Linked DNA regions of Mus musculus: all the other regions are linked to region 5. A link is a contact called in public HiChIP or PLAC-seq and promoter capture Hi-C data. All regions are on one chromosome and are shown on one strand. Each heading gives the region's core, a stretch centred on a gene start, on an enhancer-like site or on the middle of the called end of the contact. The rest is flanking DNA. Distances are from core to core; before and after follow the strand shown.

Region 1 (3,483 bases), core at 503-3,002, 690 kb after region 5:
GAGGTAGAAGGCTGTACAGTCAATTCACCAGGCCCACACATTTATCTATTTGATCCACAGTGTGGGTGGTCTCTGTGGTAATCTAGATATATACAAGGACTGTCTCACCTCTTCTTCAACTGACCAAACAGTTCCTCCAGATAGAGGCTGATTTCGTTCTCTGTTTACTTTTGTTTGTTTGTTTTGTCTGTTTTTTGTTTTTTTGTTTTTGTTTTTGTTTTTTTTTTGAGACAGGGTTTCTCTGTGTAACCGTGGCTGTCCTGGAACTCACTTTGTAGACCAGGCTGACTCACAGAGATCCTCTTGCCTCCCAAATGCTGGGATTAATATATGTATGCTATTACTGCCCGGTTCCCTATTTATCTTTCAGGAGACTGAAGCTCTGGGAGGTGCCTGGCTGGGTCTCATGGGTAGCAATATCTAGAACCAAATATTCTCTGAGGCTAGATTCTATGTGTGTGCTCCCAGGTCTTTGCCAAGGTGGCCTTTCATTTGAGGAGAAAGATTGGAAGACAAAAATGTGATAAGGAGAATGTGAAGCCACAGGGAGTGAGGAGCGAGCTAGCTAGGGACATTCAGAAGGGTGGGACTCAGAGCACTGGGCTGCTAAGAACATTAAGAATAGGTGTTATTCATCCAATCAAAGTGAGGAGAATAAATATCTATGGAGTGGTCAGACATAAGTGGAATGTCTATACCACACTCCTTCTGCAAGGTTCAGGAACCATCGTAGAAGAGAAGATGGAAAGAGGTTGAAGAAACCCAAGCAAACCAGTGTACTCAAGATCAGCCCAGCTGCGCACATGAACTCACATTAACTGTGGTTTCCCTGCACAAGACCTGTACAAGGTTAAGTGAGTCAACACTTTAGCTCATGAGCAGAGCCCTACTCCTAGCTGATAAGCTATCCACAGTGGATGGCCTCTCAGGGAGGAATGGTCAGGTTTCTTTAAGAGTGTGAGTGATCAGCCGGGCGTGGTGGCGCACGCCTTTAATCCCAGCACTCGGGAGGCAGAGGCAGGCGGATTTCTGAGTTCAAGGCCAGCCTGGTCTACAGAGTGAGTTCCAGGACAGCCAGGGCTATACAGAGAAACCCTGTCTCGAAAACCCAAAAAAAAAAAAAAAAAAAAAAGAGTGTGAGTGATCGCTGAGGCATAACCTGCACTGCAGGCCCTGGGAAGACAAGGCACTGTCTAGTACTGTCACTGTGTCATTATTCCCATCAGAGACCTGAAAACAGATCACAGGAGAAGTGTCACATCCCATACCACACACCCGCAAAGGGCTACCGGTTTGAGCACTCAGCCATTGAGACCCCAGCCTTGTCTCTTCCGTTGCTGCCCCCTGCTGGAGGTGTCTAATGTTTAGTGCTCTCCAAAGCCTGCCCTCCCTTGGATTGATAGCGGAATAGTGAGTAAGGGAGGTAGTTGAGTGTTTGCTGGCTGGATAGTGTCAAAGCTTTGTTGGGTTCTTGGTGCCTGGTCGTAAGGAGTTTAAAGCAAGGCTGGGGTCTGTTTGGGAGGTGAATGACAACACAGAGCTCCAAGTCTGGAGCATAGTATCTCTGCATATAGAAACTAGATATGTGTGGTGTAGAAAGCATTCAGTGAACAGAAGGTTCCAGAGAACCAAGCTCTGACCACAGACGGAATTTAGACTTGCATTTTCGCTGCCTAAAGCATGAAGATGACCTGCAGTGAAAGTGCAGAAGAATTCAAGGCCAGTCAGAGCTGTTAGGTTGTGGGTGGGGCTGTTTGCAGAGAACAGAAACACAGAACTCCCTGTCCTGAGTGTTTCCAAGCCTGGAATGCTGTGTATGTAAGAGACTGCAAGGGGATTCCTTCAAAGGAAGATCTTCCAGCTGAGGGTTAAGGATGCCCTGGTTCACCCCGGAGTCACGGTGGTCTCACGGTCAAGGGAACAGAACTGGGTGTTGCTTTCAGGGAAAAGTCTCCTGGAAAGACAGGACCCCATAGATCAGGCCAGGCTGGGGCATTCAGAGCAACTCCAAAGGTGATTCTTCTAAGAAAATATTTAACCCAGGCCTGTTAAAATAAACACAACATCAGACAGGCCTCTTTCCTGCTCTGGCAGCTGATCTGACCATGAGGGGAGTAGAGATTTTGTTTATTCATTTTGAGACAGAGTTTCATGCATCCCAGACTGGTCAGGAACTTGCCATGTAGCTGAGCGTGACCTTGGACTTCTCATCCTCATGTTTGCACCTCCCTGGTGCTAAGATCGCAGGTATATGCCAATAACATGCCCACTTACGTGGTGCTAGTCTCTACTAAGCAAGCACTCTACCATCTGAGTCAGATCCCAAGCCCCAGGATGAAGGGTTCAGAGGAGCAATGGACTACGGCTACTGAGACCTTCTGTAAGCTTATTACCCACAAAGCAGTCATTATACCTCTTGAGTATAGTGAAGGCAGGGGCTGAAAAGCTATTAAAGGTTATAGCATCAAACCCACTTTCTGAGTGGCTTACGGAATTTGGCTCCACCCCCACACCCTCGGCCACGTTTAAATGGTACTGTCAGCTTATCTTGTTTGTGAAAGTATTGCATTGGAGCAAGTTAAAGAGTGGAAAGAAAACCCATCAGCGACCCCCATCCCTTAGCCTGTGTGTCACAGCTGTTACGACTACAGCTCCTGCTGCGTTTATTTAAGGCAAATTATGTGTTCTGGAGGCCCCTGGTATTAGCCTCATTTCCTCTCCCAGACTGTACTTTCCCTCAGCCTGCCCAGCATTGCACCCGACTGCTGTTGGTCCTCTCCACTATTGGCTACTGTTTATCAAAGGAGATGGCTAGTTTGCTTTTGTGCTTGGTCACCTGGCTTCTAAATTACTCCTGGCTTCATCCTTGCACCCCCATGGCTCCAGCTATATAGGAAGAGACATGTCCACTTACAAGTCTGCATCACGTCGGTCCCTTCTAAGGATATACCAGTGCCAATCATCCTGGTAAAGGGGACATTCCGCCCCCCCCCCCCCGAGTGCTGCCAATGCTCTAGCGTGCTCAGCTTATGTGGTACTGGGAATGGAACCCAGATCCTTTGCAAATGCAGTAAGCGTTCTTAACCGCTGAGCTATCTTTGCAGACTCTGTAATATGCGCTTATAAAATTTTAGTATTGTATATGTCAGTGTGGGTATGTGTGAGTACATGCTCACTAACTTCTTCAACCCAAGGCTTCCCTGCTGATACTTCCAAGATGTCTCTTGAGGGACCCCCCCCCCCGCCCCCTCCTCTAAAAAGCCCCCTCTGGTATTTATCTCTGTGTTTACCCTTGTTGAGCCCCATATGCAAGCAGTTGTGAAGTCAAAGACCTGGAGTCCTGTGTCCCCAGCCTGCAGGCTGGCACCTACCCCACAACAGAAGCTGCCTGAAGTTTTTGTTGAAAAGAATGCCATAGCCTTAAACAGGAGCCTCCTTCAGAACAAATACCTACATGTAGCGCTCCTGTAGCCAGGCCTTTCT
Region 2 (3,965 bases), core at 690-3,189, 990 kb after region 5:
CATGGTGGGAAACATGGCATTGTGCAGGCAGACATGGTCCTGGAGGAGCTGAGAGTTCTACATTTTGATCCAAAGGCAGTAGAAGGGGACTGAGTTCCACATTGTGTGGAGTTTGAGCATAGGAGACCTCAAAGCCTGCTTCCACAATGACACACTTCCTCTAACAAGGCCACACATACTCCAACAAGGCCGTACCTCCTAATAGTGCCACTCTCCATGGGCCAAGCGTTCAAACATATGATTCTGTGGGGAGGACCATACTTATTCAAACCTTCACAAGGGGTAGGCAGGCTGTAAGAGGTTGGGAGGACTGGAGGGAAACCGTCTTCTGCACATACCAGGACCACTCGTAAAGCTAGCAGCTGGGGTTGCCTGCACGAGAGAAGCCAGTCAGCATTCTAACATGGCGTGGCTGGGGATTCTTGAGTACCCACTCCTGAGGAGCTATGACAGTGGATGTTTCTCAGAGAGGGAGTTTTCTTTAAGGCTGTGACCTCTGGTAGGTTGACCACACTCCTGTGGTTGTCCCCCAACCCAGAGTATATGGACCCCAGAAACTGGAATCCATGTTATTGTTTTTTAAAAGGATATAAAGGTGAGGGGTAGGGCCATGGGAGTGGATGGATCTGAGAGGAATTAAGAGGAGGAGTGGGAGGCATATGATCAAGAGACACTGTGTGATATTCTCAAAAATATTTTAAAAAATTATGATGTGAGCAAAATCCTGTTGGGGGAGGGTGTTAGCACCCCCCCCCCTGTTACCTGGCTAGGTATGCCTGAGTCACTACAAAAGGGGCTGCTTGTCCCCTCTGAGTCCTCTTGCCTTCTGGCTCCTGCCCCCCTCTCTCCCCATTCCCTCCCCCCTCTCTCTCCACGTGCTCATGGCTGGCCTCTACTCCTCTAATCCGCTACTCTCTCTCTCTCTCTCTCTCTCTGCCTTTTTCTGTCTCTATTACCTTCTTAACTCCCCTCCCCATGCCCTGAATAAACTCTATTCTATACTATTACTATACCATGCCCTCAGGGGGAAGAGGTGCCTCAGCATGGGCCCGCAGAGGCACCACTCCCCCCCCCCCCCCACCTGACTACACCTCCACCAAAACATATCCCTTCTCCCTTTATCTTTTTATAAAACACAACAGAGGGGAAGAGGAACTGCCCACCAAAGAGCTTCAGTGATCAGCAGTACACTGGCTCGAGGGTGTGCATGGTGGGAAGTTGAACTGAGCTGTCTGACACTATACTATGCAGGCCTAGCTGGCCATGTCCTCAAACATGCCCCATGCAGAGTCCAGCCTCATCTGCAGCCTGGAGGCTTTACCTACCCAGAATTACTGCTTCCCACCTGCCTAAGGGAACTCCACTGTTAGATACTAGGAATATTAGAAAGGAGGCAGCCTGAGACTCGGGAACCCTGGTATCCTCCCTAACCCCACAGGCAGGGCAGAGAGCATTTGTTGGCACATATCACACAGTCCACCTGTTTCCATTGTATAGGCTCAAGTTAATGCCTAAACTTTTCACACACGTGTAAGTCTTACCATAACCATCAGGTTACTGCAGTCATGAGAGTGCTTTACCAGTCAGGAAACTGAGGCCAAGAGAAGGCAGGTTACCTGCTCATGCTTAGAATTCAAGCATTCAGAAATAGAGTTCAAACTTAGGGTGTTTGTAAAGCCCATGGTTCTCACTTTATCACTTTAACCCCTAGTAGGGGTGTGGGGCTTGAGTGCACACCCACATACATCAGCATACAGGTTAATTTAAGGGGCTTTCTTGTCTTCCCCAGAGCCTCCGAGCCTGGCCTGCATTGGCCATCTCTGCCGCCAGAGGGCGCTGCGATAAGTCGGTGCTCAACCTTGTAAGCGCCGGCGCCTCGGTTGCGCAAGCGTCCAAGCCGGAGAGCGGTGCCCCGCCCCCTACGCCCACGTGACCCGGAAGCGCTCTCCGGACGGTTCACGCTCCGCGTGTGGATCGCTTTGGGGGCTCCCGCGCACCCGCGCCGCTCGTTCCCGGCTCCGGTGCCGCGCTGTGCGGCCGCGCGCTTGGTCGGCGGCCATGTGTTCGCTAGCGGCGGGGAACGGTGGGTGCCCCCTCGCGTAGGGCGGCGGGGCGCGGGTGGGCGGGCGCGGGTCTCGGTGCTGACCGTGTGTGCTCTGCAGGCCGTGGCGCCGAGCTGGGGCCGGAGCCCCTGGAACTGTCGGACAGCGGAGACGACGCGGGCTGGGAGGACGAGGACGCGGACACTGAGCCCGCGCACGGCCGGCAGCACACACCCTGCCTGTTCTGTGACAGGTTCGTGCCGGTGTGGAAGGCGCGCCGCAGCGCCAGCGAGCACGTGGCGGGCCCGAGGCTCCGGCCCGCGCGGGACGGTTGATTGACAAGGGGCTGCTCACGTGGTCCGGGGGGGGCGGAGCCGGGGACCGCGCTCTGGGTTTGCCTCTGCAGCCCAGTCAACCCCACCCCTCACTCTAATTCCCCCCCCCCACCCCCCATACTAAGTCAGGCCTGGCATACCATCACTCTGGAGGCTGAGGCAGGAGAATGGTCAGGAATCCCAGGCCAGCCTTGAGTCACCAAGCTAGACCCTCTCGAAAACACACCCAGAAAAAATCTGAACTTCACACCTTAGTCCTAAATTAGGGATTCCATGAAGGCTGGGTGTTTTTCATTCTGTTCCTTGGATACCAGACTTTGAAAGCGCATAGACTGGAAGCGCGCTTCCATTTCTACCATCCTATAATAGGACGTTCTCTTCTCATGTAACATTCAACTGAGCCATTTAGACAGAACTAGCTCACTTCCATGATTGAGGGAGGAACTGATGCTCTTTGTACTTAGGGGAAAATGAGGCTGCAGAGCCACCAACTTGTTCAAGGTCACGAAGCTGCTGTTTATATTCCTAGGACACACCTTCTTTTCACTTAAAATCCTGCATCTTAGATGGAAGTGACTTGGCTGAAAAAGGGGTGATTGATGTTGACTAGCGCTGCTGGGTCCCGCCCCCTGTGTCGGTTCCTGGTGCTGACTGGTGGCATATTAGTGGTCCTAGGTGGCGCCTCATTGGAGAGGAGAATGACTGCACACTCGTATTTATTGTATTTATTGAGCATCTGTGGTGCAGTGCCCTGTGATAGGCTGCGAGGATGATCCAGATGACCTGTCTTGGCAGACATTGAGAGTTGCCTGTGTGCTAGGCATACAGAAGTGAAGTGCGGAGTCTCTGCTGTATATTCGTTCGTGTCCTTCAGTGTTGGAGGTTACATACAAAAGAAGTGTTATTCTTCACGCTGTAGTGCAGGTGCTGTAGGACTACCAAGGTCACTTGAAATCTGGCACTTTGGGAATGTGCCAGCTGTATAATTGTGTGCTTTGTGTCTAAAAACACTATGCTGGGTTCAGAGGGAGGGGAAAGAGGCTCAACTAGGGAACTTTTGTGACTTGAGAGAAACCAAATATATCAGAGAGAGCTTTATTACCCAGAAGCCTCTGGGTAAATTTGGGGTATTCAGTGTTGTCTAAAACGGTTGTGGTGTAACGCCAGAGGGAGGGAGCTCCTCTTGGGACTTGCTGAGGAGTCCCCCTGAGGAATCTGCCAAAGGACAGGTTTAGGGACCCTGGGGAAGGGGGTAGAGGCAGAGGGAGGGGGACAGAGAAGGACAGAAAGAGAGAGGAAGAGGAGGAAAGGCCAGCCAGGGTCACAAGGGAAGAGAGAGAGGGAGAGAGTAAATGGAGAAAGAGAGAGGGAAGGTGAGGAGAGGAATGGAGGGGAAGGGAGGGGGTAGGCTGTTGCTAGGTAACTGTTGGGTGGAGCCTGGAGGAAGTGCTAACATTCAGTATTTTGACCTCCTCTGAGACTGTTCCAGGAGACTCTATGCTTGTCTCTTCAGGTTGTTCGCCTCTGCTGAGGAAACGTTTTCACACTGTAAGTTGGAGCATCAATTTAATATTGATAGTATGGTCCA
Region 3 (3,780 bases), core at 758-3,257, 850 kb after region 5:
TCTGGTCCCTTCTTGTCTAGGGGGCTTCCCTGCTTTTTAAAGCAGCTTTAAAGTGTTCGAGGCAATGCTTGAACACTCGTAGTTCTCAGCATGAAAACTCTTGAGGGTGCTTCTTCGCCTGTAGACTAGGACCCATAGCGGGATTCTGTCAACTGTTTCCTTTTTACAGAAAGAGCCCACCGGCATGATATAGGGTTGGGAAATCAAATTGGCAAGATAAGGTTGGGGTCGCGGGAGGATCTAGACTTCCTACCCTTAGGTAACCCCCAAGCATCGCACACAAGAGGGCACCCCATGCGGTCTTGTGGAGGGAAAAAAAAGCAGCCCTGAATGAATGTTAACAGGAAATTAGCTGCGGCTGGTAGGTGTTTTTCGGCGGCGTGGAGGGGCGAGGGCCGGTCTGCGTGTGGCTGCCGGAGGAGCTGGCCAATTGGTCACGGTGCTGAGACCTTTGTGGCGAATGGTGGCCAAGTGCACCAACTCTGTGGGAAACGGCGGCATGAAGGGATGCCAACAGCTCCTCGCCGGGAAGGGAACCGCCTCAAATGTGGACCATGACAATTCTTGCTAATTTGTAGAGCAGGGAATTGGTGCATAGTGTCAAGCAGTCACTGCTTGTGCTAAATGGGGTATCAAATTGGCGCGACGGATTCGTGAATGTTGTACGCCTCGCAACCTCTGAACCAGAGCGTAACCCCGAGGGGTGGACGGAGAAATACGACTTCGGGGTAGGGAGCGACCGGCCGGGACTGGAACGGGCTGTCCAGCCCGGAGCGGGAAAAACACGAAAGAGACCTACCTGGGAAATAGGAGGATCTGATAAAGGGTTGGAACGAGCCTTCGAAGTATGGAAAGGCGAACGTCTTGGGAGGAGGGCTCTGCAGCAAAGCGGGCGAAGTTTCTGGTAGGGCGAGGGAAGAGAGAGAGAGAGAGAGAGAGAGAGAGAGAGAGAGAGAGAATGAATTTGATCATGTGTTTGAATACTGTGTGGAGCATCGCGTACACGATCTAATTCACACTGCAGCAGGTATCAGAGGCATCTTTTAGAACGTATTCACTAAGTAAAATAAATTTGCGCAGCGTCGTCTCATTTGTGCCCCCATTTCATCACCATTCCAGAGACTTAGGAAAATAGGGAGGGGTGGGGTGGGCTATTGCAGATCTATCCATAATAGTACAAACCAACACAATAAACGTACTTGTTGGGTTTAAAGCAAAAAGTCTCTTTCCTAGTCTTGAGGGCGGGAACGCAGGCACCAAAGCGCGTGCGCTGAGACGCCCGACTAAGGAACTGCACTCACTGGCCCGGGGCTCAAGTTCATTTTGAGGATACTCGTAAGGCCTGAGACTTTTCTTCCCCTTAAAACCTCAGTACCATCGTTTCATAATCAGTAACCTGGCCCTTGAGGTCTGAGTTCCTGCGTGGAAATGTGCACTAACAAGCGCGGAGGAACAAGTTTGTGAAGGATTGAGTGGCTGTCAGGCCGCGGAACGCACGTCGAGGGCACGGCTGTATCTTACCTCTTCTAGGCGCCGAGGAAAGGATGGCATTCACCCCAAACTTCAGAAACGTGGGCTCGCTGGCAGGGGAGAGGGCGGTCTGTGGAGAACTGCCTCGCCGGCTCCCGGACCCAGGAGAGCCCAGGTCTGAGGTCCCCGAGTCGGCGAGGGCTGCAGGGGCCTCTTGACTGGGGGGTGACAGGCTGGCAGCGGGTATGCTGCGGGACAGGTAGGTGGGAGGCCGGCTGATGCGGATCAAATCTTCTACTAGGAAACTAGAGTGGCCGGAAAATGCGGATTGAAGGGACTGGGGCAGTGTTAAGGTGGGCGTGGGTCGCAGGAGGCTAGGGTATCCCGCGGGAGGCGCAAGGAGGCCGGGGAACATCATGGTTAGAGCGGGTCTGGCAGTAGCTCCCTTTCCCTGGGCCGGAGGGCAAGCGCCTGGCTTCCCGCCCCTCCCCCGATGCCCTCTTTGGCTCAGTATCCTGGTAACCGTCCTACTTGGGCGTCTGCGAGTCTTCTGTGGCTCTCCGGTCCAGGAGATGGTTTTATAGTGGCCCGCCCGCTCCAGCTCTTTGAAAACTGACAGCTCTGACAATGAAGTTCAACAAAGTTCTCCACTCGGGCTTCATTCGCGGGAGGCTCCAGGCTCTCTGATTGGTTCAGGGATGCAATTTATGATTGGATTAGTCTTCATAAGCATGGCCCTCACAATGGGGCGGCAACAAAGGCCGGCGCTCATCAACGCTGTGCATCGACGGCCTCTCTGCTATACAGTGAGTCCCCAAAGCTCTCGCTGGAGGTTTTTGTTCTGAAGCAACACCCGGGCTAATTAAATGCCTATTTAGAAGTTTCAGATGACATCTTGCCTCATAGAAAAGGAATTATTTAAAGAACGCACTAAATTTATCTGCGGCCTCCTGCTGAGACTAGAAAATAAATCAATAAATATTCATAGAACTACATCTCCAGGCTATCGGTAAAATAACTCTCCCTTGTGTGTGAGGGGCCGTGTGGAAAATTTCAAGCCCTTAAGTATGAAAACATACCGGTCTCCAGCTATTTCTCACTCAATGGGACTCGTAGAGCAGATGCGAGGGATGGGTTAGAAGTCCCACTCCCACACCCAGGGAGACTTGGAAATATAGAAACTCCGGTGCCATCCGATGACAGTCCGTCAGGGTTGGGAAGATTTGAGGGGTGTTGTTTTGTTTTGTTTTGTTTCCGGAGAATAGTTGAATTCCAAAGTTAGTGGGAAAACTATTTATTTCTAATTCCCAATAACCTGAAAAGAGGAAGAGAGGGAGGGAAGGAGTGAGGGAGCAGGGAGAGGGGAGAGGGAGAGAGAAGAGAGAGGGGGAAAGAGGAGGGAGGGAGGGAGAGAGGGAGAGAGAGAGAGAGAGAGAGAGAAGAGAGAGAGAGAGAGAGAGAGAGAGAGAGAGAGAGAGAGAGAGGAGAGAGAGAGGAGGGAGGGAGGGAGAGAGAGAGAGAGAGAGAGAGAGAGAGAGAGTGTTTTCAGAGAACTTCTTTGGGACTCCGCCCAGAGTGCAAGGCCGTTCACTTGAAGGAGGAAGGAGCCTGGCAGAGCCCTGAACCTAACCGGGCTGGGAATTCCACTTGGGAAGGGCTCAAAACCTTGAGAGCTCCGTTCCTCCGGTAGCTAGCGCAAACCTGTCAGGGTCTCTTTTTCCCAACCTTTAGAAACATTGACGTTCACCACCTAACTCTTTGTTTAAGCCAGAGAGCCCTTGAAAGTTCAGACACAACTCCAGCTATTTCGAGGCGCTTAACTCCTGCACATTTATTTGTGCCAGCTTCTGGGTTCACTGCAAGGGAGCAATGAATAAAAATTACGAGGAAGAACTAAGTTCACACAGGGAAAAGGGTTTCCTAAGTTTAATGTCTCCAACCAAAATCCTGGAGAGCCTCTCTTGGCTTTCGTGTGATGGTGCTGAGGTGGCTCTGAGCCTCCACTGCCCGGTTTCTGGCTCGGCGAGATGACAGATGTGTTAAATGTCCCATTCATTTCTTTAGTGCGATTGAACCCTCCCCCAAGAGAAGTGTGCAGCCCTGCCAGGCTGCCCTGATCCTATTAGCCATGAACTAACTGTCACTTTCAGCTGGTTTTCCTTTTTGCTTTTTAACACAAAGCTTTCTCCAAAAAAAAAAAAAAAAAAAAAATCTTATTAACCAGCCTATTTCTTTCGATGGTTTTGTTCAGGACGTTTTGTGTTGATGATCGCCATGTCGCTGCTTTAACCATTCATGGAAGTGCATCTG
Region 4 (3,501 bases), core at 735-3,234, 520 kb after region 5:
TTGCACGGGAGCCCTAAGACAGTGGACAGTGCCCCCCGCACCCCCCCTCCCTCACCACAACCCGGAGTCCCAGGGGCCCCAGCGTCTGCTTTCTGGGCTTAGGGGAGTTACTGGATCGCGCAGAGGGAGCACGGCACTCAAGAGTTGTGAGCGCAGGGCTTCTGCTCCCGCCTTGGTTCCCCTCCACCCCCCTCATCCCAGAGCTTGGCGGAGTGACCTCGGTGGCCCGCCAGGGATGCCCCAGGGGCTGCAGAACGGTGGACGACCTGGCGCCCGGGCCAGACCAACGACAGGTGCTTCGGCTCCTTTTTTCTTCTTCCTTTCCTCTTCCCCCACCCTCCTCACCCTGAAGTAAGATGAGCGTGATGCTGTGGCGCTGGGAACAGAACAATTCCACCATGAAGCTGGTAAGGGCACACTGCAGACTCACAAGCTCTACTGTGGTCTCTTCCCTGACATCCTGAATTGTTGCTGGAGTGGAAAACCCCCGATCCACAGTTGGTATTTCTTTTTATCTTGAAGGGTGTGTGTGTGTATGTGTGTGTGTGTGTGTGTATGTGTGTGTGTGTGTGTGTGTGTGTGTGTGTGTGTGCGTGTGTGCGCGCGCGCGCGCGCGCTCGCACAAGAAGCAGAGCTGAACTGACTTATGTCCCCATCCCTTCCACCTATTAATTCCTGAGGCTTCTGCAGTTGCACCTCAAGGGTCATTTCCTTGGTGCAGAGCTGCGTTCTCCAGACAGGACTTGAGGCAGCGTGGTCTGCCTGCTGGATCCCTGCCCAGCATTGTGTTGTAGTCTCTTCGGATGCACATGGGTGCTGCTCACTTGTGGTCTAGCTCATTTGGGGTTGGAAGGTGGGAACGTGCAGCCCCTCTTCTTATTTTTCCTCTCACAGTGTGGTAGCTCCATTTTAAGCTTGCAAGAAGCCTGCAGGCTTCAGACGCCTTTTCCCTCCCTCCATTTCCAAATAGTAACTGCTGCTCCCTCCCAGGAAAGGTGAGACCAGCAGTGCTCTCCTTGCTGCTCCAGGTGGGCTGATTTTTTTTTTTTTCCCATCTCAAGCAGGAAATGGGATCCAAAGGTTTGTCTGGCTTTGGCTTAAGATGTGGTGGAGTTTTTGTTTGTTTGTTTGTTTGTTTGCTCTGTTTTGTTTTATCTGATGGTTTCGGCTGGCAGGGATTGTAAACTTTCCCCCAGAAGTCAGAGAGTGCTGTGGTCTGGTCAGTGCCTTCAGCATCCAGTGGATCAGGGTAAAATAAACCCATCGCATTTGGGGTTGGGGGGAAAGGTTCCCACTTTGCAGATCCCATTCTGAGCTTGATATATAAGAGCTCAATAGAAAATAGGATGGATAAACTGGAATTCCTACCTATTAGGGCAATCTCATTAAAGATGCTATTTAAAAACAACACCAGCAAAATAATGGACACTGGGCCTAAGTCTTCACATAATGAAGTATTTGTTAGACAAGTGCACCTTAGTGTTCACCCTGCATGTGTTATGATTGGCCTGTGTAACCTTAAGCTACTATTTTACAGCTTGGTTTAAGTGCTGTAACATAAGCAGACATTACGCGCCTTTGCTGCTCTGGGTCATGATTGCAGCTCCTTAATCCTTTCCTGGAACCTTCCCCTAGCCTGATGTGGGATAGCCAGAGTCCCCCTCCTTCCTCCTCAAGCCATGTCGGAGATGCTAGTCTGCAATGCAGTATAGGAGAGTCAGGGTCCAGTCTGAACTGCAGAGGTTTTTATGAAGAAAATGGATTTTATGAAAAAAGAAAAAAAGAGGAATCTGTGCCAGGCAGGGAAACCATAGAGCATACCAGTACGTGCCATCTGGGGCCTGGTGGCAGGTGCCTGAGGTCAGAACTGGGACATCTTTGCTGTCTCTTTATCCAATGGAGAGAGCTTTCTTCTGCATGGGTCAGGGGGTCAGCCTTTATTGGGTCTGGCTGGGTCTTTAGACTTGTCTCACTTTTCAAATGAACTGTAAGGACCACCCAAGATGGCTGCACCTCTCTTCCAACCAGGCAGAGGAAGGATAGAGGAGCTTAGACAACCTGCTAGCATGCACAAGGCAACAATTACTATCCCGGGTACCCCCATAGTCTTCTGAGCCCAGACAGGAAAATGCATGCCTGGGTCGTGTAATTCAGAGGGGCTCATGTGTTCCCCCAAGTGAGCCTCAGCCCCTTCTATAGAGTCCGAGGGGCGGTACATACATTGCAAATCAATGTATCAAAGCTGCCAGCAACCTGCTGTGAACTTGCTCTTCTAGGGATATGACCTTAGTGGACCCAAGGACTGCATCAGTAAGGGCCTTTGCTCATAGCTGACTCCTGGTTTAAATTCTAACCTTACCATTTACTAAATCTGACCCCGTTGCCTTTTCTGTAAGAGGGTTTTGCAGTTCTCTGTCCTCCTGTAAAGGTGTTATAACGTAGTCTGTATCCAGGATCCAGCCTAGAGTCTGAGTCACTGGTGTAGATTAAGCGGGCACCGTCAAGCTTCTTGTCATTTTCTTCAATGCTAAATGAGACACAGTCTAGGGTCCCACTTGGCCCGAGCTGCTGGGTGAATGTCTAGGGATGGGGCTCTGAAAAGCAAACCTTTCTTATCTTGACATCATTGCTGGCCCTCAGCAGGAGGGAGTTTCCTGAGAACATCTTAGAAGTCAACTGTGTGTGAATAACCACCCACAACAGGGCAGGGAGCAGAGGTGGGCACCCACCGGACCTTTAATCACTGATGCAGTTCAATGAACACGAAGTCAGTTAAGCCAAGGCCTGAGAAGCCTGTTCTGGATGTACAGGGGAGCAGGTTTCGCTTCGTGTTTTATTTTAAAGATAATTGGATTTAACAACAACAACAAAAAGACCAAGAGTCCTTAGAGGCAACGTTTGGATCTCTCTGCGTTATCTCTGCAGGGTGACTGGTAGATTTTCAATGAAAGAAAGTGAGAGGAGGTGACTGCTCGGGCCTGAAGCTCCTGCTGAGAAAGGATAAGCTTAGGCAAAGCCAGCAGGTTGACGGCATCTGTGACGTTCTTGTCACCCCTCAGCTCCCTTCCCATGGATTCACTGGTGTTAGGCGGGGCATGGAGAGACAAGGAAACCATTGCTGAAGCAGCTGGTGTCAGAGGAGAAGCAGTAGCACCCAGCAAGGAAGCCATTGCTGGAGCAGCTGGTGTCAGAGGAGAAGCAGTAGCACCCAGCAAGGAAGCCATTGCTGGAGCAGCTGGTGTCAGAGGAGAAGCAGTAGCACCCAGCAAGGAAGCCATTGCTGGAGCAGCTGGTGTCAGAGGAGAAGCAGTAGCACCCAGCAAGGAAGCCATTGCTGGAGCAGCTGGTGTCAGAGGAGAAGCAGTAGCACCCAGCAAGGAAGCCATTGCTGGAGCAGCTGGTGTCAGAGGAGAAGCAGTAGCATCCAGCTGTAAGAGTGGCGTGAGAAATGATACCCAGGCAAGCACCCTTCCCCCACTTGCAGTTTGTGCGAGCACAGAG
Region 5 (3,962 bases), core at 1,109-3,608:
CTGGAAATCTAACACACACACACAGAGTGTAAACTAAAAGCCAGGCTTGCTGTCCCCTTGACACAATAGCATCCAACTGGTCCCAACCAATGCTCATCCCCCACCTGAGGAGGAGTGTGGCAATTATAATGATACTAACTAACCCATTTACCAAGCCTAGAGTGTACCAAGCTGTCCTCTACACACTTCACACGCATCGATTCATTTCATTCTTTCAACAGAACCATGAAGTAAACATCAGTTGGTGTCCTACTTACAGGTGAGAGACAAAGGACAAAGGTAGAGCAGCATTTTGAAGATCACAAAATCACTAAAGGCTGAAGCTGTGGGTCAAGCCCCGGCAGCTTCAGGAGCTCACACACACAGTCATGCTTGTCTACTGGGGCATGTCTACAAAGGTATTCTCAAAGGTGAGAGATGGCGACAGCCCTTCGCATCACTGGGCTCCCTTCCATAGAGGAATTAGACACAGATGTGCTTATCTTAACTTCGAGTAGCTTGTTGGAGGGATAAAACTAAGGAGCAGAGTGGATTCCGGAGCCTGGCTAAGAAGAGGGGTGTCAGAAATTATTCAGTGCAGACTCTTCCAGTATGATAGGACATCAAAACAAAAACATGGGAGAGATTTCAAGCCTCCCTAGAGTTCCACGGCACCTTAATAAGAGGAAAGAACCAAATTACATTGGCCAAAGCACTAACTAATAAAAGAAATGATATTGAACCCTCTCTCTGCCAAGCATTAAGCAAATTGGGAATTTATGGAATCAGCTAAAACCATCCCATGGATTAGATATAACGTATGCAGAGCACCAGTACAGTTGCTAATGCACGCTAAGTGATCAATAAACAGACACCAGATTAGGTAATGATCAGGCAGTGACTACATTACAAGGATCTCTCATCTTGGAGAGCCTCCCCAGGCTTCATCCTATGTTATCCAAACCACCTGCCTTTCCTCTTGCTCTGGAGGAAGTCACTTGCCCATCCTTCGATTTGTCACTCAGTTTGCTCTGCGTAGCATCATAAAAGTTGATGACACATTCGTACATCCACCCATCTAGTCACTGTAATTATGGTAAATAGTTTCTAGGTCTCGGTGCTGTTCTGGGCACTGGGAGTTCCTAGACAAACACAGTGTTTCCCATCTTCAGTGGGTGTAGGCTTTATGGGTAATCTATGGTGTGCCCAATAAGTAGGGCCACTGACCATAATAATACACTTATAATTTTACTGTTTCAGGGTAATATTTTTTCATGGGTAACCCAGCACTTTATTTCCAGACACTTATTTCATGGTTTCATAGAGTCACAATATTAATTCTGACTTAGCCTCTAAGGATCTAACCAAGCTGGGCTTGGTAACAGACACATCAAGGAATTATCACAAAGAACGGAGTTGAGTCCAGGCTCAGGAAAGCCCTATTGTTTTCTGGACACTGAGGTAGGAGAGAGCTCCCCACTGGTAAGAACCAAGAGTATTCTTGTTTCATAGCCCACCAATGTGTGCAAGACTTATATGCCCTCTCCTCCATGCAGTCTACCAAAAGGGACTGGAGAGGCTTATTCAGTTATATCTCCACCCTCCCTGTGGAACTCTCATATTTTCTGCTTTCTTTTTTGTTAAAACGTATTTTTGTTTCATTTATTAATTTACTTGTGTGTGGAGGTGGCATGGTGAACGAGCTGTGTGTGTGTGTGTGTGTGTGTGTGTGTGTGTGTGTGTGTGTGTGTGTAAGAATCAGTGGAAAGCATCAAGACTTTTCCCTTCCCACCATGATCCAGGAGAACAAACTCAGGTCGTAACACTTGTTGGCAAGTGCCTTTACCACCGCTCACATCTTCTGCTTTCTATGAGGAACCAGGCCCTGATGCTAAAAGTATCTTGCTCAAGAGCACATGACTGAAGAGCAGCAGTTAGGAACTCCCAATGCCTAGAACAGCTAACATCTGTGAGGTTGTCCATGAGGCAGGATGCTCTTCATCTGCCAAAACCCCTGCTGTGGGACTGTAAATACTTTTCCTCAGTTAATTTTCCAAACGCTTACATGAAGTTTGTTCTTGACTCACAGTTGAGAAGATTGAGGTGAGGGAGAGAACTCCACAAGGACAGCTAGCTTTGGGGTAGCCCACTCGGGGACGTTGGAATAACAACAGCCTGAACCTGCACCTGTAGAGCCTTCTGAGTGGGAACCCTAAGTGGTGCCAAGGGTGGGGCTGAAGGAAAGAACATAGCGGGGGCGGGGCAGGGGGCGGGGATGACCGGCAGTTCTCTAGAGGTGAGAAAGTCCCGCCCCCGTGAGAGAGAGATCGGGGATTGGCTTCTCGTGGCGGATTGACAGCCCTAGGATGCGCGCAGTTAGGAGGGCGGAGCGCGAGCCGGAAGTGGGCGAGAGGCGGCTGAGGCGTGCTTGGAGAGCCGCGGCCGCCACTTTGCGCTGGAGCCGCGGCCGAGCGGGCGCGGGTCGTGATGGAGGGCCCGGGCCTGGGCTCGCAGGTGAGCGCGGCTGGACGTGGGCGGCGGTGGGGACGTAAGCCGCGGCCAGGTGAGGCGGTTCCGCGAGGACAGCAGGATCTGGGCCTTGGCCACACTAAGAAAGATGCTGCTTGTCCTTTGCGGTGGCCGCAGAGCGAGGCCGGGCCCTCCTGTCGCCTCCATTCGGCGGCTGGGCGTCACGCACCGGTGCCTAAGTCGGCTGGAACCTGTAAGGTGTCAGGTGACACACCTCAGATAGCACAGCCAGCCTTAGACCTTAGCCTGGAGTCTGAGAGATTCTGTTGAGAAATTATCAGCCCTAGCGCCTAGGCTGCCGCCTTCTCTCCACCTTGTCTTAGCTCTTGTTGCTACCCACATCCTTCCTACTCCTTGAAAGCATCAAGGCTGTGGAGGCAGGAGGAAGGGCGCTCCGTGGTACCATCTGCAAAATCCCCAAGGATTCTATTCTGAGAAGGGCTAGATTAGTCCCAGAGGACAGAGGAGGCCAAAGGGGAAGCTATAAAAGCCAAGAGAACTAAGAATTTGTCCCTTTTGATTGTGACTACTCTAAAGACTTATAACTGGCATTGAATAGATTACAACTTAATATTTTCAGGCTTCTTCAATCCTAGCAAATGTTTAGCGTGTGCTACATGCATTTATGTGCACCTTTTTATCCCAGCTTCAAAGTTTTTAAGCAAAAGAAATCCCCATCTACAGGAGAGTAAACTGACACAGTCTCTAATTCAAGTTATGCTAGAAGTAGATTGATTTTTTTTTTTCAAGCAGTTTGAGGTTGTCACATTGCTTGGACTCTTTAAAAAAAAAAAAATTCCCCAATCCCAAGAGTGTTCTTCATAGCTCTCTATTTTTCTTCTTCAACCAGTTTGGTGTAGGTTTAAGTGGAAAATAACATGCTGAGGTGTTTTTATTGGGAGTTCTTGCATTTTAAAAGAAATGAAAAATGATGTGCAGGGAGCCTGAATTACTATGAAAGAACATAGACTCTTTACATGAAACAGTCTCTCATTATTTTTCTCAGGCTCAAACGTCAGTAAGAGTAGGCCTCATTTCTTAATTACTGTCACTCATTAATAAAAGCCTGTGAGAGCTTAGCTTTACTCCTCCATGCTAAGAGGGAAATAACCCAGCTCAGGTTCCATGACATCAGAAGGGAGAGGATGATTTTAGAGGTTGAGGTTGGTGGGGCAAGATAGACTGTTGTTAATGATAGTTGCCATGGCTGCTTTCTTCAGTTATAACGTGAAGAGCTAGCTTACCCTTCTTAGAAATCTCCCAGTCTTGGTCTTCACTACTCACTTGTGAGCTAGGTAAGAGTAATTATTTCTAATTTTAAAAGTGAGAACGGACACTCAAGACAATCTAGTCACACGCTAGAGAGCAGCTGAGTGGCAAAGCCGAGATTCCATTCATCCATCCAGTAAATGTGTTGTAAATGTGTCCCGGAAATTGGGCTCTATTCTTCATGA
Region 6 (3,705 bases), core at 252-2,751, 610 kb after region 5:
ATGGTTGTAATTCTCCTTGGGCAGGTCTGGTTATCGGTTCCATGAATCTCAGGGGTAGCTTAGCCAACCTTAATCTCAGGACTTATAGAAAAATCCTTAGAAGGTTGCCCTTGCCTTAGCTATGAGTCTCATCTGTGGGTTTAGTGTACATTGTTGGAACCTTCAGTAGTAGACACAAATTCAGTGTTTCTGTGCTATTCCTGTGATGACCAGTAGGTGGCAGAGCATGTTCCTCTTAGTGTCTAGGAATGGTGCAGGTCTCTATTCTCCCACGAGAGCATCTGCAGGGACTTTTACAGAGTTGTGCAGTCTTGCCTCCTTCCTTAGGCCTGGAGGAGAACTCTAGCCACTTAGCAGCTGCCTGTTGTCTGTCTCTCTGCTTCATTTGTTCAACCTTCTCTTATACTCAGAAGGCATAGATGCCTTTACAGGAAGTATTTACCGAACAGATACTAACTGTGCTCTGCTGGGCTTGTCTGCATTGGCTCCTGTTCTCACGGCTGAACGTAGAGTTTACAGGACTCATGGTTATTGATGGAGAAACTGGCTGGAAGCTGAATGGGGCCGGGAGATGGCTCAGTGGCTGAAGTGCTTTTTGTGCGAGCATGAAGACCTGAGCAGGGCCCCACTGGTCATGGCTTCTCACGATTTGCCCGAACACCTAGGACTTGGAGTTGAGGAAGATAGAGGTTGGTGACAGGAGGTAACCGGTCAATTAGCCAGGTGGTAAGCTTCAGGTCCGGTAATGAGAGTGCATGGACACACCCATGTGCACACACATGAACACACCACACACAAAGACAGATTATGAGTGACATCTCTGATAAGTGCCAGTTCACCCTGGAAAAGCTAGAGACGCAGCCCTATCTCTTAGAAGACACCCAGGCTATACAAGCAGAGCATCTGTGTTTTTTTGTTTGTTTTGTTTTTTTAAAAAACTGCACTGGGCACTGCACTTCCACAAGCACAACTCTTGTTAGTCACAGTCAACTTACAGAGCTAGGTACCCCAAACAGTACCCAGAGTGCCTAGCCCTCAATGGAGTACACCTTATTCTCGACCCCTGCTTTGCCACCACAGGGGAGGATGGACTGGAAGAGCAAAGTCCAGATATTCCCAGGAAGTGCACCCCCCCCCCCAACTCCCACCCCTCTCCCAGAACAGGTTGTCAGATATGACAGGTGGAGTCTGGACGGACTGCGCGCAGGGCAGATCTTAAAACATCACCCCAGGGCAGGGCAGGGCAGGGCAGGGCAGGCTTAAACTGGCAGACTCTGGCACATCTCCAAGAGCAAAGAGAAAGGGCTAGAGCTTTAAGGGCACGAAGAGTGCAGGAGGCGTGGGCCAGGGGGCCACTCAGACCAGCATCACCTCTGTGGACTATCGCAGTAGCGACTGCCCCTGGGCACCCGCTGTCTGGGCCTGGAACAAAGGCTCTGTGTGGCTCTCTAAAGACAGGTCGGGGCAGGCCTGCACTACCCGGCACCGCGGGACAGGTGCGCACGGCCCGCCCGCCTTGTCGGTCGGTCCAGAGCCAGCTGTAATCACTGGGAAAGGGCGGAGGTGTATCTGTGGGGCTTTCCAGCTGCCAGCTGCTTCTCAAGAGGAGCCCGCGGCAATCAGTTGGCTTCAAAGGGAAAACAAAAGACATTAAAACAACATTATTTAAAAAAATAAAAATAAAACAACAATAACAAAAAAACACTATGATGATTTTCTGACAATTCAGGTGACTCTGAACACGGGCAGAGGCCAGTGGGAGGGCCTGGACTCAGCAGTCCCGGGCAACGCTTGAAGGCGTGCGTGCCTTTCACAGGAAATCAGTTGCCTACTTGCTACCCCTTACATCTTGGGTGGGAGAGCAGGAAGTGTCTCTGTTGCCTCTGAGAGCAGGGAACAGGCGGCGTGTGTCCACTGACCGTCCTCACATCAACAAAGTGTGGCAGTGAGGGGCAGTTTATGCTCTTCTGAACAAGGGTTCCCACAGGCTCTGCTTCTTTGAGCTTCTCCCCTCTTCCCCACAGATGGTGCCATTGGTGGGACACAGGGCCTCCAGAGCAGGGCGGTTGGTTGGGTGGTCTGAGGCAGTTATACAGCTGGCTCATCACTGGGAGCCATGCACAGACCCACAGGCTGGCGGGACTTGAAGAGGAGTTTCATAATTATCCTCTACAACGCCCCCTTCCTTATGCTTTGACTCAAAATCGTCCCTCCTCTTGGGGCAGGTTTGTTCATATTGCTATTCTGTTGTACAGGACTTCCTGACTCAACTGGAATTCCCTCCCCCACCCCCAACCCCCCGCTCAGAGGAGAAGGGGAGGGAGGAGGTGATTGGGAAGGGACCAGTGATCGGGATGTAAAGTGATTAAGTAAAAAAATAAAATAAATTTCTTTTAAAAATTTTAAGACAGCCGGGCGGTGGTGGCGCATACTTTTAATCCCAGCACTTAGGAGGCAGAGGCAGGTGGATTTCTGCATTCCAGGCCAGCCTGGTCTACAGAGTGAGTTCCAGGACAGCCAGGGCTACACAGAGAAACCCTGTCTCAAACAACAAAATAAATAAATAAACTAATTAATTAAAAAAAATTAAAACAAGTACCGCGTGGTAGCCACTCCTTTAATCCCAAGCAAAGCTTGTAGGTCTATAATATTTGATGTCAGCTTGGTCCATTTAGAGATTATCAAGCAAAGTTAGACATAGTGAGACTCCATTTACCAAAAAAAAAAAAAAAAAAAAAAAAAAAAGTGTTGAAACAAAATAATGTTGTCAGAGATGTCTTTGTTGGTAACATGCTTATTGGGAGAGTGCATGCCTAACATGCAAGAAGCAGGGATTCAATCTCTGGCCATATAAATGAAGTATGGAGGGGCATGCTTCCAAGCCCAGCCTCTGAGGTGTAGGGCCAGGGATATCACAAGTTCAAGGTCACCTTTGGTTGTATACTGAGATCCAGGCCAGACTGTCCTAAAAACCCAAAACAAGCCAGCTGGTGATGGCACACACTTTTAATCCCAGCACTTGGGAGGCAGAAGCAGGTAGATCTCTTTGAGTTTGATGCTAGCCTGGTCTACAAAGGGAATTCCAGGACAGCCAGGGCTACATAGTGAAACCCTATCTCCAAAAACTAAAACCACAAAACAAAAGAAAAAACAACCCATCTTTTGACTTAGCAGTCATGCCTGGCATTACTTATATCACCTATGCAGATTTATCTTATATCTACAGTAAGTTAGTACTTATGTCTAAGTGGATTAGTAGAAGCCAGTGGGAACAGAAGGGCCAGGCAAAAACCAGAGAAGGTATGTGTCCTTACATCACTGAAACAGAATGGTCTGTGCCGTTTGGCCTTCCATTCAAAAGAAGGTGGCCAGGCCAGAGTCTCCCGGGGTGGGCACCTCACTCTGGGTGTTCCTATTTTTAACCTGTGTAAGAAGTCTGAGTGAGCTTGACCAGTCACATGCAGAGTGAGGCTCCCTTCCATAGCCTTGGAAATGTCAACATTCTTGTGGTCTCTCAGCTTCCTCTATGGAACTGGTTCACCAGACAAATACCATTTGGAAATGCGGGCAGAAGACAATTCTAGCTATTTGGGATACTGTCTGTTACGGACCACCCATAGGATAGGATAGACGGCTTTTAGAGCTTTCACCTCTGTTGAGTTCTTTGTGATATTGAAAACAACATCTAACAGTGCATCAACCGGG
Region 7 (3,671 bases), core at 50-2,549, 670 kb after region 5:
GTTGCACCTTTTCTGTACAGGTAAGCAGCACCCGCTACCCCTGGGGAAAGAGCCTAACTGCTGGCTCTGTCCGTGCGGGGATCAGGAACATGTGAGCCAACAGCTAAAGCAATACATAGTTCTAGCCTGGGGCACTCAAGTGGGCAGCTACTATAGCAAGACAGTGTTGAGGCAGGGGACAGTGGGAGCTGACTCCAGCATGAGAAGGCTTCACCAGGCCTGTGGGGACTGAAGCCTTTCTGAAGCACTAGAAGCATGGAGGTAGACTAAGTAGACTTAAGACTACCCTGCTATGTAAAATTGCTTATGGCAGCATTGCTGTTGCACTTTCTAAGTCTGGCAATTCCTAGTACCTCCTTGAGAAGAGATGAAGGAGGAAGAGATAAGACTGACACGGGCCAGCTGGGCAGTGCTAGCACACGCCTTTAATCGCAGCACTTGGGAGACAGAGGCAGGTGGCTCTCCAGGTTCAAGGACAGACTGATTTACAAAGTGAGTTCCAGGACAGCCAGGGCTACAGAGAAACCCTGTCTCAAAAATATATATAATAATAATAATAACAACAACAATAACAACAACAGTAGTTTAGTAGTAGTAAGATTGACAAGGACCATTCTAGAACAAGAAATGTATTAGGCTAAAGTACACTGTCATTTTCCTGTCTCAGAAGCCCTGGATCTCTGATGGCCCATCTGTAGAACCCCAGCAGCCCACATAGAACTAGGTGCTCCGTGCTCCTTGTTGTTCTGCTGAGAGCCACTCTGCTCTGCCCCTGCCACACTCCGGCGCTGAGACAGACACCCATAAGCGTGTGGATGAGCTCTTCAGTCTCATGGAAGCTCCTGTCCTACTGAGAAGGGAGCTGAGAGCTTTGGTTCAAAGGGCTTTCCCTGGTCCTGTGCTGGGTGGTCCCCCAATACCTGTGCATGTAGCAAAATGATCCAATGTCACATTCTGCCCACTCCCAAAACACAGAAACACAACTGTGTACACACACTCAAGGCATATTCATCAACAGTTGCACACAAGTTCAGACACAGTTACACATTCCTGTGCCCAATGCAAATGTGTGTTCACATAGGGGCATTTGCACAAGTCCCGGGTGTGTGCACTCACACCCACACTTCCAGCTTCTTATGCTTGTGTGACTCCCCCCAAAAAATAGGTGTTCCCTCTCTCCCCGCCTGAATTGTGTTCCTGTGAGCTCTCAGGCTTCCTGTCCCTAGAGATGTCAGGAGACAGCTAGCCAGCATCCATGCGATACAGGGATGATGCCAGGCTTCCTCTTGTCCCGTGTTCACTCTCCTCTGCCCACTTCCCCATTCTGTGAGAGTCATAGCAATCTTCTCTGATTGGCAGACAGTTCTGTTTTAGTCAAGTCATCAGCTAACAGCGTTGAGAAGAACACCGGGGCATCTTTCAGTAGAGGCCTGGTGAGGCCTACTACTAGCCTACTCTCTGGTAGACTAGATAGCAAACATTTACCTCCTTTATTATTATTATTAATTATTATCATTTCAAGCTTTTCTATGGGAAGGAGGATTTCTTGTGACTAATGTGTGAAGGGCAGAAGGAAAGGAACCTCTCAGATATTCAAGGCCAGACTTCCCTATGTGAACTCACTCTGGTCAAAGCTGTCTCTGGAGGAGCTGGTCAAGAGAGACTGGAAGAAGAGACCCAGATAGGAATTGGATCACAGCACCCTGCCCTGTGTCTGCTGGGGGCACCCACTGTGGTCTTAGGCACTGGCCACAGAGACAGGTAGCGATTGCTTGTGAACCAGATGTGTGCAAAGACTTCGCTCAGGGCTTCTTCGTCCTAATCCCCTGAGACTTCCCAGTTTTGTGCGCTAGCTTGCTTCTTAAAATTCCAGTTCTAGGGCTGGTGAGATGGCTCAGCGGTTAAAAGCACCAACTGCTCTTCCAAAGGTCCTGAGTTCAAATTCCAGCAACCACATGGTGGCTAACAGCCATCCGTAATGAAATCTGATGCCATCTTCTGGAGTGTCTGAAGACAGCTACAGTGTACTTACATATAATAAATAAATAAATAAATAAATAAATAAATAAATAAATAAATAAATATTAAAAAAAAATTCCAGTTCTATAGATGAGCAGCTGATGCTCAGACCAGGAAATTTGTTCCAAGTCACAGATGTGGTAATTAGAAGAACCTGCGTTTAAAACCAAGCCTGCTGCTGGACATGGGGGCAGAGTACTCCAGAGGCAAAGATGGGCAGATCTTGGAGTTCAAGGCCAGCCTGCTCTACAGAGCAAGTTCCAGGCAGCCAGGGCTACACAAAGAAGCCCTGTCTCAAACAAACGAACAGATAAACAAACAAAAACAAAACAAAACACGCAAGTCTGCCTAACTATAGGATCCATATTGTCTTGCTGTCTATGTCAAGGATTTTTGGTGCTTCAGAGATGGCTCAGCTGTTAAAAGCACCGGCTGCAATCTCAGAGAACCTGGGTTTGTTCCCCAGCACCAACATGGTGGCTCACAACTATTAACTCCAGTTCCAGGGGATTTGATGCCTTCTTCTGGCCTCTATGAGTACTGCATGTATATGTTGCACATACGTACATGCAGGCAAAAACCTTATACATGCCATGCATGCAAAACAAAATAAATCTAAAAAACATTTTTAAAAGCAGAAATCTTTTCAAGCACAGTAAAAGAACTGGAGTTCACAATATCCGATAGTCTCAAGTCTAAGCTCAGCTGTTTCAGGTAGGGCTTGTTGATATTCTGTGGGATGGTGGCAGGGTCATTGCAGAATGCACATGTATGTTCAGAAGAACAGGGCTGCAGTGATGTAACACCACCAAGCAGGTGCCCTGCTCCTCTGGAGGGCATACCACCACTTGGCACCAGCAGATGGCGCTCTATAAGACTGAGCTCAGTAGCTCCAGATCCACCCATCCATCCTCCCTCCCTCCCTCTCATCATTCCTTCTTCCCTTCCTTCCTTCCACTGGCTGAAAGAAAAAATTCAGATACTTACATGAAATCTCCCCAAATTTTAAAGTCATGTCTATTATTTTTAGTTATGTATATTTGTGGCTGAAGCTCTGCATATGAGTACAGATGCCTATGAAGGTCACAGGCTGCAGATCCCCTGGATCTGGAGTTATAGGCAATTATAAGCCACTCTTTGAGGGTGCTGGAAACTAAACCTGGGTCCTCTACAAGAGCAGCATGTACTCTTAACTGCTGTGTTCTCTCTCCAGCCCCCAAGCCTCACAAATTTTAAACAATGAGCTAATTTACCAGGTGTGGTGGCGCATGCCTTTAATCCCAGCACTCACGAGGCAGCTGTGGGCAGATCTCTTTGAGTTTGAGGTAATCTAGTCTACATAGTGAATTCCAGGATAGCCGTGACTATGTAGAGACACAGAGAGAGAGAGGCAGAGAGAGGCAGAGAGACAAAGACAGAGACAGTCAGAGAGAGACAGGAACAGCCAGAGAGACAGAGACAGAGAGCATGCTAATTTACTTTTTAGAAATACTATGCAAAATGCAAACAGTATTTTCGCAGTCCATCTGTAGGCTAGTTGTATACCTGCCTGGCTTTCATTTTTAACCATTGGAATTACAAGCAGTGTACCTGGTTTAGGGTGTTTATAAGTCCTAAGTAGATGACAGAGCTTCAAACAACAGCTGTGTGGA

What was found. Promoter capture Hi-C pulls out the DNA fragments that hold promoters and counts their contacts. HiChIP or PLAC-seq counts read pairs in DNA pulled down with a chosen protein or histone mark. Capture Hi-C pulls out chosen DNA fragments and counts their contacts.
Region 1: a promoter capture Hi-C map of liver shows a contact between it and region 5, with 2.3 times the contacts expected there. The contact joins the enhancer-like site here to the promoter of Zdhhc13 in region 5. A contact is called at or near these places in 7 of 39 promoter capture datasets (the 3T3-L1 cell line, the C10 cell line, hippocampal neurons and 3 more), 4 of 115 datasets of contacts at active chromatin or transcription factors (bone marrow-derived macrophages, embryonic stem cells, large pre-B cells and 1 more) and 1 of 9 other capture datasets (embryonic stem cells).
Region 2: a promoter capture Hi-C map of liver shows a contact between it and region 5, with 4 times the contacts expected there. The contact joins the promoter of Prmt3 here to the promoter of Zdhhc13 in region 5. A contact is called at or near these places in 4 of 39 promoter capture datasets (3T3-L1-derived adipocytes, hematopoietic stem and progenitor cells, liver and 1 more), 2 of 484 Hi-C or Micro-C datasets (CD4 T cells and CD8 T cells), 4 of 115 datasets of contacts at active chromatin or transcription factors (bone marrow-derived macrophages, embryonic stem cells and pancreatic cancer cells) and 3 of 9 other capture datasets (adipose tissue, liver and macrophages).
Region 3: a contact with region 5 is called in a promoter capture Hi-C map of pre-B cells, with 2.2 times the contacts expected there. The contact joins the promoter of Dbx1 here to the promoter of Zdhhc13 in region 5. A contact is called at or near these places in 2 of 39 promoter capture datasets (the C10 cell line and pre-B cells) and 1 of 9 other capture datasets (liver).
Region 4: a contact with region 5 is called in a promoter capture Hi-C map of pre-B cells, with 3 times the contacts expected there. The contact joins the enhancer-like site here to the promoter of Zdhhc13 in region 5. A contact is called at or near these places in 10 of 39 promoter capture datasets (the 3T3-L1 cell line, 3T3-L1-derived adipocytes, the C10 cell line and 6 more) and 7 of 115 datasets of contacts at active chromatin or transcription factors (bone marrow-derived macrophages, craniofacial prominence, embryonic basal ganglia and 3 more).
Region 6: a contact with region 5 is called in a promoter capture Hi-C map of liver, with 2.4 times the contacts expected there. The contact joins the enhancer-like site here to the promoter of Zdhhc13 in region 5. A contact is called at or near these places in 7 of 39 promoter capture datasets (the HPC-7 cell line, embryonic stem cells, hematopoietic stem and progenitor cells and 3 more) and 1 of 115 datasets of contacts at active chromatin or transcription factors (bone marrow-derived macrophages).
Region 7: an H3K4me3 HiChIP or PLAC-seq map of bone marrow-derived macrophages shows a contact between it and region 5, with 3 times the contacts expected there. The contact joins the enhancer-like site here to the promoter of Zdhhc13 in region 5. A contact is called at or near these places in 6 of 39 promoter capture datasets (the C10 cell line, the HPC-7 cell line, hippocampal neurons and 2 more), 1 of 484 Hi-C or Micro-C datasets (stem cell-derived motor neurons), 7 of 115 datasets of contacts at active chromatin or transcription factors (bone marrow-derived macrophages, embryonic forebrain, embryonic stem cells and 2 more) and 1 of 9 other capture datasets (embryonic stem cells).

What each region holds. Positions count from the first base shown.
Region 1 is chr7:49,475,514-49,478,996 of GRCm38.p6, forward strand. The region is part of intron 10 of Nav2 (neuron navigator 2); the gene reads left to right. Among named protein-coding and RNA genes, the nearest start is that of Gm51447, 39 kb to the left of the region's middle. Within about 2 kb of position 1,753, at least 31 of the 459 cell types and tissues checked have an H3K27ac peak or open chromatin away from gene starts, as enhancers often do. A contact at or near this core is called in liver, where this site is marked.
Region 2 is chr7:49,776,419-49,780,383 of GRCm38.p6, forward strand. Prmt3 (protein arginine N-methyltransferase 3) reads left to right here and starts at 1,940. Exons shown (of 16, transcript NM_133740.2): 1 at 1,940-2,083; 2 at 2,163-2,295; 3 at 3,891-3,965. The coding sequence starts at 2,059.
Region 3 is chr7:49,634,828-49,638,607 of GRCm38.p6, forward strand. It overlaps Dbx1 (developing brain homeobox 1), which reads right to left and starts at 2,008. Exons shown (of 4, transcript NM_001005232.1): 1 at 1,522-2,008; 2 at 800-901. The coding sequence starts at 1,888.
Region 4 is chr7:49,304,152-49,307,652 of GRCm38.p6, forward strand. All of the region lies in intron 1 of Nav2 (neuron navigator 2), which reads left to right. Among named protein-coding and RNA genes, the nearest start is that of Gm51448, 45 kb to the right of the region's middle. Within about 2 kb of position 1,985, at least 17 of the 459 cell types and tissues checked have an H3K27ac peak or open chromatin away from gene starts, as enhancers often do.
Region 5 is chr7:48,786,645-48,790,606 of GRCm38.p6, forward strand. It overlaps Zdhhc13 (zinc finger, DHHC domain containing 13), which reads left to right and starts at 2,359. Exons shown (of 17, transcript NM_028031.3): 1 at 2,359-2,493. The coding sequence starts at 2,467.
Region 6 is chr7:49,399,285-49,402,989 of GRCm38.p6, forward strand. The region is part of intron 4 of Nav2 (neuron navigator 2); the gene reads left to right. Among named protein-coding and RNA genes, the nearest start is that of Gm51447, 37 kb to the right of the region's middle. Within about 2 kb of position 1,502, at least 56 of the 459 cell types and tissues checked have an H3K27ac peak or open chromatin away from gene starts, as enhancers often do. A contact at or near this core is called in bone marrow-derived macrophages and liver, where this site is marked.
Region 7 is chr7:49,453,487-49,457,157 of GRCm38.p6, forward strand. It overlaps Nav2 (neuron navigator 2), which reads left to right. Exons shown (of 39, transcript NM_175272.3): 7 at 1-20. Among named protein-coding and RNA genes, the nearest start is that of Gm51447, 17 kb to the left of the region's middle. Within about 2 kb of position 1,300, at least 44 of the 459 cell types and tissues checked have an H3K27ac peak or open chromatin away from gene starts, as enhancers often do. A contact at or near this core is called in bone marrow-derived macrophages, where this site is marked.